Linked DNA regions of Danio rerio: region 1 is linked to region 2. Evidence: chromatin contacts called from public HiChIP or PLAC-seq data. All regions are on one chromosome and are shown on one strand. The core of a region is the stretch at or near the end of the contact, and the rest is flanking DNA. Distances in the headings are between cores, read along the strand shown.

Region 1 (6,078 bases), core at 450-2,949, 110 kb before region 2:
GCACTGATCCTGTGAGCCAGCCTGATCACCCCCCGGTGATCTACTCACACCTGCAGTTCTCCAAGATGGATGTCCAGCGTTCTCCTGCCTCTAGAGCCTAGACTGCAACTCAGCAAAGGAAGTTTGGCCAGATAAAAAATGTTTTTGCCCTTTTCTCTCTAGGTGTTTTCCTTCACTTTCATCAATTGGTGAAGTTTGTTTCTCACCACTGTTGCCACTGGCTTGCTTAGGACTTAAAGGGCTGCACATTGATGGATTTGCTCTTTGGCTCTTCATTGTTGGACTTTCAGCAGTGATAATTAAACCACAATGAACTGAACTAAACTAAACTTCAGCTCTGAAATCTGAACTTTACTAGAACTTCTATGTTAAGCTGCTTTGACAAAATCTACACTGTAAATAGCGCTATAGAAATAAACATGAATTGAATTGAATGATGCATGCAGTACATCTGAATTTCATTTACACATCCCATACTATGTATTCATACTACAATACATTATATAGGGAACATGCTTTCTAAATGGATGGTTCACCCAAAAACACCCTCAAGTGGTTCTCAACTTTAATGGATTTCTCTCTTCTGTTAAACACAAAACAAGATATTCTGAAGAATTTTGGGAAGAAACAGCTATTGACATCTATAAAATAAACAAACATTCTTCATTATCATCCTTTGTCTGAACAGAAGAAGGAAACTCAGAGTTTGAAACAAGGAGGATGATTAAATTATATAAGTTTTGATTTCCCTCTAACACTCCGTCCCCTTTATTATTATTTAATAATAATAAGCTTTACATCACCTTTACAATTATAAGGTTCAATCTGCGTTCTGAAAGTTTTTGTATTCCATAGCAAACAGTATGTGTGTAACATTTTTTTTGTTTAAACAAAAAGTAAAAAACAACTTAAATTAGTAACAACTTAAATTTTTATAACAACTTATAAAAAACATCCCGTAATGTTAATAAGTTGTCATTTAGTATGTGAATAACTTAATTTTTACCAAAAAGTCAGAATGAACCTTATAATTCTAAGGTGACAACTTGTGCAGTACCTTCAAATTCAGATGTAGTATTATTCATGCAGTGTGTGATTTCAGATACTGCAAATGAAATGGCCAGTTGTTTCCTCGCATAGATTTCCCATACAATCTAATGTTTTGTTTTCAAAAATATCTCTTAACAGATAAAACAAAGCTATACAGGTCTGCGACACGAGGGAAGGTAAACGATATAATCTTTGGCAGAACATAGTTCGCCCTCTCCAATGAGGTGCATACTTTCAGTGCATACTATAAGTAGGCGTATTGGGATGCAGCCCAGTGAACTCCTGACAGAACATTAAAACATCTAAAAATGTTATACCATCAAAGCAGCGTTAGGTCGGAATGGGCCGACTTACCCAAGATGCATTGAGGCCCCCTGGCATCGATTGGTTGGTTGAACGTCGGGGCTTGTATCTCTCTTTTAAAAGCGCAGTATGTGAGCTGGAGCGCAGCCAGATCAGAAGCGAAGCTCTCCACCAGAGTACATACATTCGGCACTAGAGGCAACTCTATTTTAAAAGCGATGTTTTGGTTTACATGCACCTCACTGAGTTCAAACCACAATGGGGGCAAGACCTACGGTTTGTGTGTGTTTACGTGTTTGTGTGCGTGCCACGCTCGAAACGCAGTGCCAGAGATCTGCGGTGAGAGCAGCTGCCCTTATTTTTACTTCGCTTTTCTGGGCGAGATGGATAAGGAGGAAGGGAGAGTGGGATGGCTTTTATCAGCATGCCTTGTTTTCTTGGCCTTGAATGCACATGCTCAGCGAAGGGTTCGACCCTGCCATCAAGCGCGCGGGGGAAAGAGTCTCACTTGTGGTTTGAACCAGAGGGATTATGGGCTTTAGCTCTCTATCAAACTCACTGTGTCGCCATATCTCTCCCCTGTTACTGGCTCCTGTCTCTCTCCCACAGGGTCTGTGCCCTTCAAATACTTGGCTGTGTAACAATGGCCTGCTGTGCTCAACGCCACCAGTGTTGCCCAGACGCAGACATGAATCCAGATCCAGATAACGCTGATATAGACGGACGGGGCTGAAATGCCACTCAATTCATTCTGCTCAAAAGAATTATTTTGATGCGTAGTTGCACATAGCATTTCAGCCCAGTCACATTCACGGATAATATAAAGCAGAGGTATTCAATTCAATTAAAGTTCCAGGAGGTCCAATCTCTACATCTCCTTCCTCAGCAGAGACGACTAGCCAAACAATCATAACTCACACGGTAAAGCCAGCCAAGAATAGCGGTGAAACAAAAAAAAGCTATGTACGGCATTATAACAGCCCTCCCCCCTACCCCCACACACAAACACACACACACTTTTTAACCAAATCACATCGTGTTCATTTTTACTGAAATGCAAACACAGACCATTTTTCAATAACAAAAAGGTTGTAATAACTGTTTTCTTACCTTATTCTTACCAGTATTTGCTTATATACAGCATATGCGTATTGTTTCCCTGTTTTTAAAAAAGGTATATATTTAAGAATATTTAAACTGACGTAATAAAACATAAATATTCTTATTTAAAATATTGAAAACAGAATATCAGTAGCTTATCTAATAAAATATAAACATTTTACTCAAATAAATTGCTCATTACCCAAATATAAATATTTTACTCAAAACTTGCACCTATTAATGGTAAATCAGTTGAAGCGGTCTCTCTTCAATTTGTCATATGCATATGTAACCATATACATGATCTGATTGGCTGATAGCCGTGCGATATTCTTCAATAACAGCACTCCTACAGCCTCTTCTCTCTTGTATATTAATTCACCCACATAGAGTGACAGCAGATGCATAAACTCAATACAGTTTGACAAATATTGCAGCTGTTGGACAACATAATGTACTTTTGAGGCTATTTTAGGTGATAATTTAGATTGCAACTATGCAGTTTATTTAAAAAGACAGTACCTATTTTAAATATTTAACATTTTTGGAAATACCGCAAGTCAACATCCATCAGCCTGTCATACTGAGCAGAGCAAAGACAGTTGACGTTCCACCATAAGATGGCGACAGAGACCGCATAATAAGCCCTTAGAGCAGGGGTGTCCAAACTCAGTCCTGGAGGGCCGGTGTCCTGCATAGTTTAGCTCCAACTTGCTTCAACACACCTGCCTGGGAGTTTCTAGTATACCTAGAAAGAGCTTGATTAGCTGGTTCAGGTGCGTTTAATTGGGGTTGGACACCGGCCCTCCAGGACCGAGTTTAGACACACCTGCCTTTGAGGATTAAAACTCAATGTAATTTTAAACTACAGCTGATCAAATCATTATAAAACTAGTAAGTTGATCTCTCTCTTTTGTATGTTTTAGTGCTGTATTTATACCATCTGTTAGTGTTTTTGGTAGTGTTTCTGGAAGAGTTTTGTTTTTCGGGGTTAATTATTGTGATATCCCTATTGCAACAGAGAAATACTGGGAAATCTCTCTAGACTAATGGAAATTCATGCTGTTCAGCCTTATAATCTTACAATGTTAGCAAAATCACCTGTTTTGTCATGATTTTAGACATTACGCTCGAGAATCATTCAAATACTAGCTCTAAAGTGACGTTGGTGAATGAGCAACGGTTTCTGCTGTTCTGACATCAGCTGCAGATGTAAAGGAATGGCGTAAGAAAGAAGTTCTTAATGCTAAAGGATTTTTAGACTTTCTGTATTTGATTTTTTTATATACACGTTTATGCCGTCAAACTGTTGTATAAACGCAATGTCACACTCGTAGCAGTGAGATATGGCTGTATATTGTCACTGGTTGGACATCAATGAACGCCTTCCACCAGTGTTGATATACAGCCATATTGCACTGCTGCTCGTGTGATATTGCTTGTACATATCATTTTATATATATAATTTTCTTTTCAGTAAAATCCCTTTATTAATCTGGGGTTGACACAGCGGAATAAACCACCAACTTATCACGCTTATTTTTACCGAGCGAATGCCCTTTAAGCTGCAACTCATCGCTGGGAAACATCCATACACACTCATTCACATTCATATACGGACAATTTAGCCTACCCAATTCACCTGTGTCGCATGTCTTTGGACTGTGGGGGAAACCGGAGCACCCGGAGGAAACCCATGCAAACGCAGGGAAAACATGCAAACTCCACACAGAAATGCCAATTGACCCAGCCAAGGCTTGAATCAGCGACCTACTTGCTGTGAGGCAACAGCACTACCTATTGCGCCACTGCATCGCCCGAAAAAATATATATATATATATAGAGCATTGCATTATACGAATAAATGACATTCTAATATGTACAGAAATTAAAATGAGACATTTTAAAGAGCAATAATATTTTACAATATTACTGTATTTTTATTTAAATAAATGCAGCCTTGGTGACCTTTTTTGAGACATCTTTTGTGACATGGGTATTCATCTAATTAAAAAGAACCAATTTCAATTCTCGGGGGAAATTTCACACATGGAGTAGGATTCAGGATTGTGGTAAATGTCATGGTTCATTGCAGCACTGGCTCTCATGATTGGGTGTGTGGTTTGAAGGTTACTAACCTCTAAATTAACCTAAAATTGTCTTAAATCAACTGTACTCACTGGGACATCTTGCGAAGCAGACAAGGCTGAGGAAAAGCACAATGCTGGCCAGACCAGGATATGAAGACACGTGCAGGAAATATTAAGCCAACCTACTCTTTTCTGCAACCAGAATTTCAATTTATGTAAAATATTTCACTCAGTGTGGAATTAGAAGAATGACAGGTTTGCTAATAAGGCAGAGACTATGAAAAAAAAACCTTAAACAGTTCTCTTAATTAATGTATTTGTGCACAGTCGCTTTACTCTATTAAAAAGGACTAATTAATAATATTTCCCTATGTGTTTTGGTACCCTAATTGAAGAAACTAGCCTTGAGGCAAGAAAATAATTCAAAACAATATCGATATGAAACTAAAATGCCTCAGAAATGAGATGCAGAGATGAAAATATCTGCTTTAGAGCTGTAAAAAATTTACACTGACAACATGAGAACCGTTGCATCAGCCCTTCTTAAAGAAGGACTTGAAAAAGCAATAGCTCACCACCAAAAAAACAAAGAAATTTGTTAGATTACTTACCCTCAGGCCATTGAAGATACAGTTGCTTTTTTTTTTCAGCAAAAAAAGTTCAATATCTAATATTGTCTCAGTCTATCGTCAGGAGCAATGAATGTTAATTTTGATTTATGTATTAACCTTATTCTGCAATGCGGAAGTGTGCTTGTTTTTACTATAGGGCTGCATCCAAAATTGCTTACTACTCAGTAGGTACTGCATTTGAATTTAAATGTTCTACTCGACTGTTAGAAAAGTATGTTCTATACAGCATGAATGTGAATAGTATGAATAGAACTCAAACGTACTACATCCGTCATGATCACCTGACCTACCCATGTGAGTTGCATCGCTTCACTCCCATTCATGAATTCTCATACAGAGATTTATGGGATAGCAAAGAGTTCATCGGATGCACACTTCAGAATCTCACTGAAAGTAGCAGGTCATCTGGGTACTTCTCGCATACGGTTTTTCTAATTCTATGAATTCGGACACACTATGTGTCTCGCATACTGTTTTAAGCGTACTATATAGTATGAAAGTACGCTATTTTGGACGCAGCCTTGCTTTAGTACTTCCGATTCAGCTGACTATATGCTTATTTTATGCCGCCGCCATTTAAAAAACAAAACAAAAGCATGGCTACGGTGGGAAGAAACCCAGAATAAGAGGATCGGCACGATACTGAAATTTAAAAAATGTCTATTCCCCGCTAACATTTGAGCGTGTTCATAAACACAGCTGATTTGCCATTGTGTCACATGCTCAACAGAAATGACTGTAATTGGCCGTGGAGATCATCAGTTTACCGCTCTTCACCAAGTGTAAACACAGATACACAGACACTGGAGAGTTTTCAAGTTTTCATCGGCTGATTGCTCATCTGTGTTTGCACTTGGTAAACATTGTTGAAGTACGGTAAACTGATGACATTCAGGACATTT
Region 2 (5,609 bases), core at 2,477-4,976:
ACCTCTCGACAACACTACAAGTTGACTAACTGCCTTTATGAAACACATGGCGCGTATGATATAGATTGCATGGGCCTGAAGAGAATCAGGGCCGTCTAAGTCACAGTCCATGACACTTTTGTTCATTGTCGCCAGTTTGATTTACGTAACCCGCTTTGAAAGTAAACAATCAACTTCTGTCTTTCTGGCCACGGTTAAGAGTGTAATTAAATGTGTTAAACTTTCAACCGCACCGCATGACAAAACCCATTTTCCCTGGCAGTAAACTAAACAGGATTTGTAAACAGGTCACAGTCTAAGGCTCCCACTACATTTTAATAGCTTTAATACGTTGGAACAGAAACGCAAGCATGCAGTTTTCCCCCCCACTTTAAAGGCTGCCCACCACAATGTTAATAAATAAGATGCTAAAGCAAAGCAGGGGTATGATGTTACCTCCTCCCTTTGCCAGCCAACTTTGTTAGGAAATGAAAGTGAAAATATGTCTACCCTTATTTATTTAACATTCTCAAAATATTATTATTTTTTTGACTTTGCAAAGGCCATTTGCTGTGTATAATTCTCTTTCAAAAGCACTAAATAAAAGGAGGATACTATTAGAAAGGTGGCTGAATGAAAGATAATTGAGCTTTGACTTTCAGCATGGCCCGTCTTACCTTCCTGGGGGATTAGGAGAACTTTCCATTCTGTGAGAACACCAGTCACTCTGTTTTGTGCTGCAGTAAGCCCATATCTCATGCATGTGTCATGTCCTATCAGTAAGCTCCATATGTTCAAACAATAACACTGTTCTTTCTAATAACAGGGTTGACATAGTTTAAGGGTCAACAGGAGCATTGTAATGATCTAAGATAAGCTATGGATTTCAATTCATGAGAAATTGAAGCTGCAAAATACTAAAAACCAGGATAGGAAACACAATCAGTTATCAAGTAAATAGTCATTTTTTCTAATCAAATACTGCTTTCAAACATTATTCACCCTCATGTTGTTCTAAACTCTATAAATTTCCTTGTAAAGTGGAATACAGAATCTGAAGATAAAAAGATAAAAACCCTTATCCACAAATAACTAGAGCGGAGAAACTGTCGTCAACTTGTATACAAAAACCCGGAAGCAAGTTAGCATTTTAGCATTTCTGGTAAGTCAACATGGTTTTTGAATGGGATTTCAGTTAAATGGCTTAAATAAGGTTCGTGGCTACCACAAACTCAAGATATTTTCCCGTTTTATTCTATGACATAAAACACATCAGTTACATCTCACTCTTGATTGGTTACGCTTCTTTTAAAACAGGGGTTCTCAAACTGTTTAGCCCATGACCCACAAAATAGCAATGCGAGACATGCAATAACCTCTGAGGTGGTTATGAATATGGCTGGCATGCACACGCACACACTCACGCACACACTCACACTCACAAAATAGACCATGTCTATTCTATTTTCAATTCAATAGAACTAGAAAATATAAGCTACAATAGAAACTATATAGTATCTAGTAACTATAAACTATTATTTTTATCTTCAGTTAGTTATGGATAAAATATGGTAATTGTAGCGGTTTCATTAAATTAATTAGACTTTTGGAAATCATCAAGCAACCCCTCTTCATTGGCCTGCGACCCCTCGGGAGGTCCCGACCCCTACTTTGGGAACCACTGTTTTAAAAGACGATTGCAATCAAGTTGCTAAATGGGACTACAGGCAGTGTCGGAGACATTACACGTCATCAAGCTGAATTGGTCTGGAACGCAGGTCGCTTGTGTTGGGAATTTGGATTTATCTGATTTAAGTCCTTTCATAAATAGCATTTTATAGCTTGTTTTATTTGTCTAATAGTAAAATTCATAATGTGTGTAGATAATGCCTTCACTTGTAGAAACCGTCAAGACAGATTCATTTGTTGATCATTTATTTTAAAAAAATAAGTCATATTACAATACTATGTAGGCACACTTATAAAACATACAGTATGTGCTTTAAAACTTTTACAACAACCGCAAAGCAAAATATATGTATTTCCCCCTGGAAATTTCCCATAGACCTACTAGGTGCATAGGTCTATATACGTTTTTTTTTATTTGTTTTTAATATATAGTGTGAATTAAGATACAATATCATAGGAACCAGTTTTATGCTAGCAGCCAATTGGCCAGCAAAGTGACTCCAGTCTATTCCTATTAAGAACGATGATGATGCATCTGGCACATTTCTTAAATTTATTTGAATAAATGTAGGTGATAGAATGTAAAATCTGCACTATTATTACGAGAGAGATTAAAAATGTTTTTAAGTTCACTGAAATATTTTTAATAAGGCTTAGGGGAGAAAGAATGGCAGAAATGTATGTTTTTGCAATTTGTAAAAGTAGTTTTTAACTTGGTGTGTTTTTAGAGTTCCTCTAAGACAAGGAATACAGGTTTGGAAAAATACAAGGGTGAGAGTAAAGAATGATTTTGCGGTGAATCACCCCTTTAAAGTAATGGTGAAAAATATAGCCTAAACACTGGAGCCTTGGATTGCAATGCTGGTTTCATTACAGCATGTCACAATGATGAAATGAACCATGGGAGGGTATGGGAGTCAGGATATTGCCCAAATCTTTCGCAAAAATGGAGTAAAGAACAAAGATATCTGCAACGGCATATAACAGCTATGCTGAAAGCATTTCGCTGAATTATGCTGGCAGAGAAACAATAGTGAAGGGAGAACAAAGTCACTAACTGAAAACACCAAGCCGTAACTCATGGAAATGGAACTGCTCCCTTTATAAGGAGGAACAAGATGCACTATGAATTCTCCAGAAAAGTTCTTTAAAAAAACACACACTCCCGTAATTCTCAATGACTGATGCACAGGCAAACTTTTCAGTCCTTCAAGAGGAGCGCGCAGAGCCCCTTTCCCAGCATCCCCCACTGTCACTAGCAGGAAATCAATCTGCCCAAGAGGCCGATTACCCAGCCGTTTGTTTTTAGGAAGAACAATTTACCCTTCAAAGGGCCACTCTTTGAATATGACTCCTGTTCGCTAGTGCGATTATGTATGAAGCAGAGAGGATGTGAAGTTTAACAAACACCATTTAATCTGCCGTTCTTCCTGCATGTGCACTTTAAATGACAAGCATGTCCACAGGTGTTTCTTTCAGCCTGAAGAGAGGAAAAACAGCTTCTTCCGATGCTCATTGTTGCATGTAAAAGAGGAGCATTTTGAACAAACCAAACTAAACACCTTTGATGATAAGTTGAGAAACATCATCTCCTTAAAGCTTTAGGGATGACAGAGAAGGAAGGACCTTGGAATGGCTAAATCAACAAGCCTCAGCCTGGCGTCTCATCTGGATGTGGATAAAGCTGGTGAAATTGAAACCGCAGCAAACCAAAGGTCAAGTAAACAACAACAACGCACGTTATCCTGAAATTCCATTTAGAGCGGCGCATCTTGACACCATTTCCATGCTTGGATTTTCTTCCCGACACTTTTAATCAATATCACCTACGAAAGCAACACAGGCTGAGCCTTTTATGTAGCGACAGGGGAGAAAGGAATGCCATAAAGAAGAAAATCAAACAGCCTCCACCGCAGGTGTTGCGCGTTAACAGATGTTGGGAACATTAGCATTGTACGAACTACTCGGGTATTGGAGTGGGGGAGAGAGGATAGAAATTGCGGATTACCAGGGGCACAGATATAATAGCTCTTCCGGAACAATGGCACCTCCTTAACACTCAATACTCGCAGGAGGAGCTCTGTAGGAGAGCAGCGAGACAGGAGCATTCACAATCCATTCACCGCACTTTCACTACTAACAAAGACATTTTCTTTTGACACTCTTTTCTATTCTATATTTCTCAGCAGCCACAGTAAATTGGTCTATTCATTTTTCAAAGTACCAGTGATTTCAAAAAATGCACAAGATGAAAGAGACCCATTCTGTTGGCGAAAGTAAAAGGAACCAGTAAGTTTAGACACTTTTTTTTTTGTGCGCGCTACTGTTGACATCAGGTTTTCCATTTTGAACACTACCATAGGCGACAGCTGAATCTGGGACAAGGTCGACATCAGGTCTTGCCTCACCCCATACCCTCCCCTAACTTGTGTTAAAATTCAACTGAACCTCAGCAGAAGACAAACAATAGGGTTTGGGTGGCTGTGACCTCATGCACATTACCAGAGCACATTTCAATTCCATATAATCAGTCTATTAGAAATGTGAATATTTCTCTCATGTACTTAATGTTTCATTTATCTAGTAGGAGCCTGAGAAGTCTTGAGATAGTTAGACGTTACAAAAATAACGAAAACATTTTCGTTAAGTGAAATAAAAATAAAAACTTTTTTTTTTAAGTAGAACTAACTAAAACTGTACAGTGTACTTTCAAAACTAACTGAACCTAACTAAAATTATTGCAAAAACGTCCTTTGTTTTCGTCTTTGTAAATGTATTTAATACATACACCTACTGTATGCCTATTAGAAGCAAAACTATTTGCTTCGCGCTGTCAGGTGTTTGACCCGTACACCAGTCTGTAATCCTGATGCCATTGCAAAGATGAAGATGTTTCTCCTCTAGTCTTCCTCGCTGTTGCTCAAGCGACAAAACTAAGGAGTGGATATGACAGTATCATGGTGACAGCATCAAGTACGACCTGAACATAGACTTAAAAAAGGATTCATTGAACACATTTGTGCGGTTATTTCTGTATTAGCAGGGCTTAATTTGTGCCGGAACAAGTCGGATCTAAAATCTGATCCGGCACCTCATTTTACTGATCCCCCTCCCCACACGCACCCCCGCCCCACTCTTCGCTTTCTTTCGCGACTCCCCAACACTCTTCACTTTCATCTGGAACATCCACTACCTCCTCTGGTAACATGCCGGATCCGTTACTCTGATCTATTCCAGGATCTCATAATTTACAAATTAAGCACTGTGTATTAGTGATCACAAACAAATCGTTCTTTAAACTTGATAAACCTGATAAGTGAACCGGTTGAACTAATTCACAAAATCGAACTGAATCAATTTAAATGAATCCACAAACTTATCCACAAACTACTCACTTTTTACATGCCTGATACCTCTCTCTGACTTAAAAAAAAGCAATTCAGCAGGTGAACTGAACACAAACAGTACATGACACCCTGCTGTGACTGAAACATACTTGAACTACTGCAGCGTGGGTAAACAGAGGGCTTAAATGAAAGGATCTGTTTATTTATTTTAATGAGGAAAGTTTATTTCATGAGAGAAAGTCTTAATGGCTTTTAAATAAATGAATCATGCTTCAGTTGGGTTGCAAAACGTAATTGTAAAAAACTTTGCTGACTACATATTTTAGGCATGTTGAGTCCTATGATGGGAAGGTTGTCACAAAAGATCCGGGTCGCATTAAAGGTTTGAACGTCCCATCACTGCTGTGCATCTAACCTCAGAAGCAGCCTTGCACACTTATTGTCTTTAGGGCTGCATCTTATGGGCTGCTGAATTCGTGGATGGGTAGATGATCTTGTGTCTTCTGGTAGCGTTCTTTTATCAAAGAATGAAAACAAAGCACGTAAATACAGGCCGCTCCTAAAAGAAAGGTTTGATTGTATGACTAGTGAATC

What was found. HiChIP or PLAC-seq counts read pairs in DNA pulled down with a chosen protein or histone mark.
Region 1: an H3K4me3 HiChIP or PLAC-seq map of gastrula embryo shows a contact between it and region 2, with 2.5 times the contacts expected there. The contact joins two enhancer-like sites. A contact is called at or near these places in 2 of 18 Hi-C or Micro-C datasets (caudal fin and embryo) and 1 of 4 datasets of contacts at active chromatin or transcription factors (gastrula embryo).

The regions. Positions count from the first base shown.
Region 1 is chr5:20,497,377-20,503,454 of GRCz12tu, reverse strand. No RefSeq gene overlaps it. Among named protein-coding and RNA genes, the nearest start is that of fam222aa, 60 kb to the right of the region's middle. Within about 2 kb of position 1,699, at least 6 of the 62 cell types and tissues checked have an H3K27ac peak or open chromatin away from gene starts, as enhancers often do.
Region 2 is chr5:20,388,983-20,394,591 of GRCz12tu, reverse strand. It overlaps a transcript of fam222aa not described here. Among named protein-coding and RNA genes, the nearest start is that of fam222aa, 48 kb to the left of the region's middle. Within about 2 kb of position 3,726, at least 5 of the 62 cell types and tissues checked have an H3K27ac peak or open chromatin away from gene starts, as enhancers often do.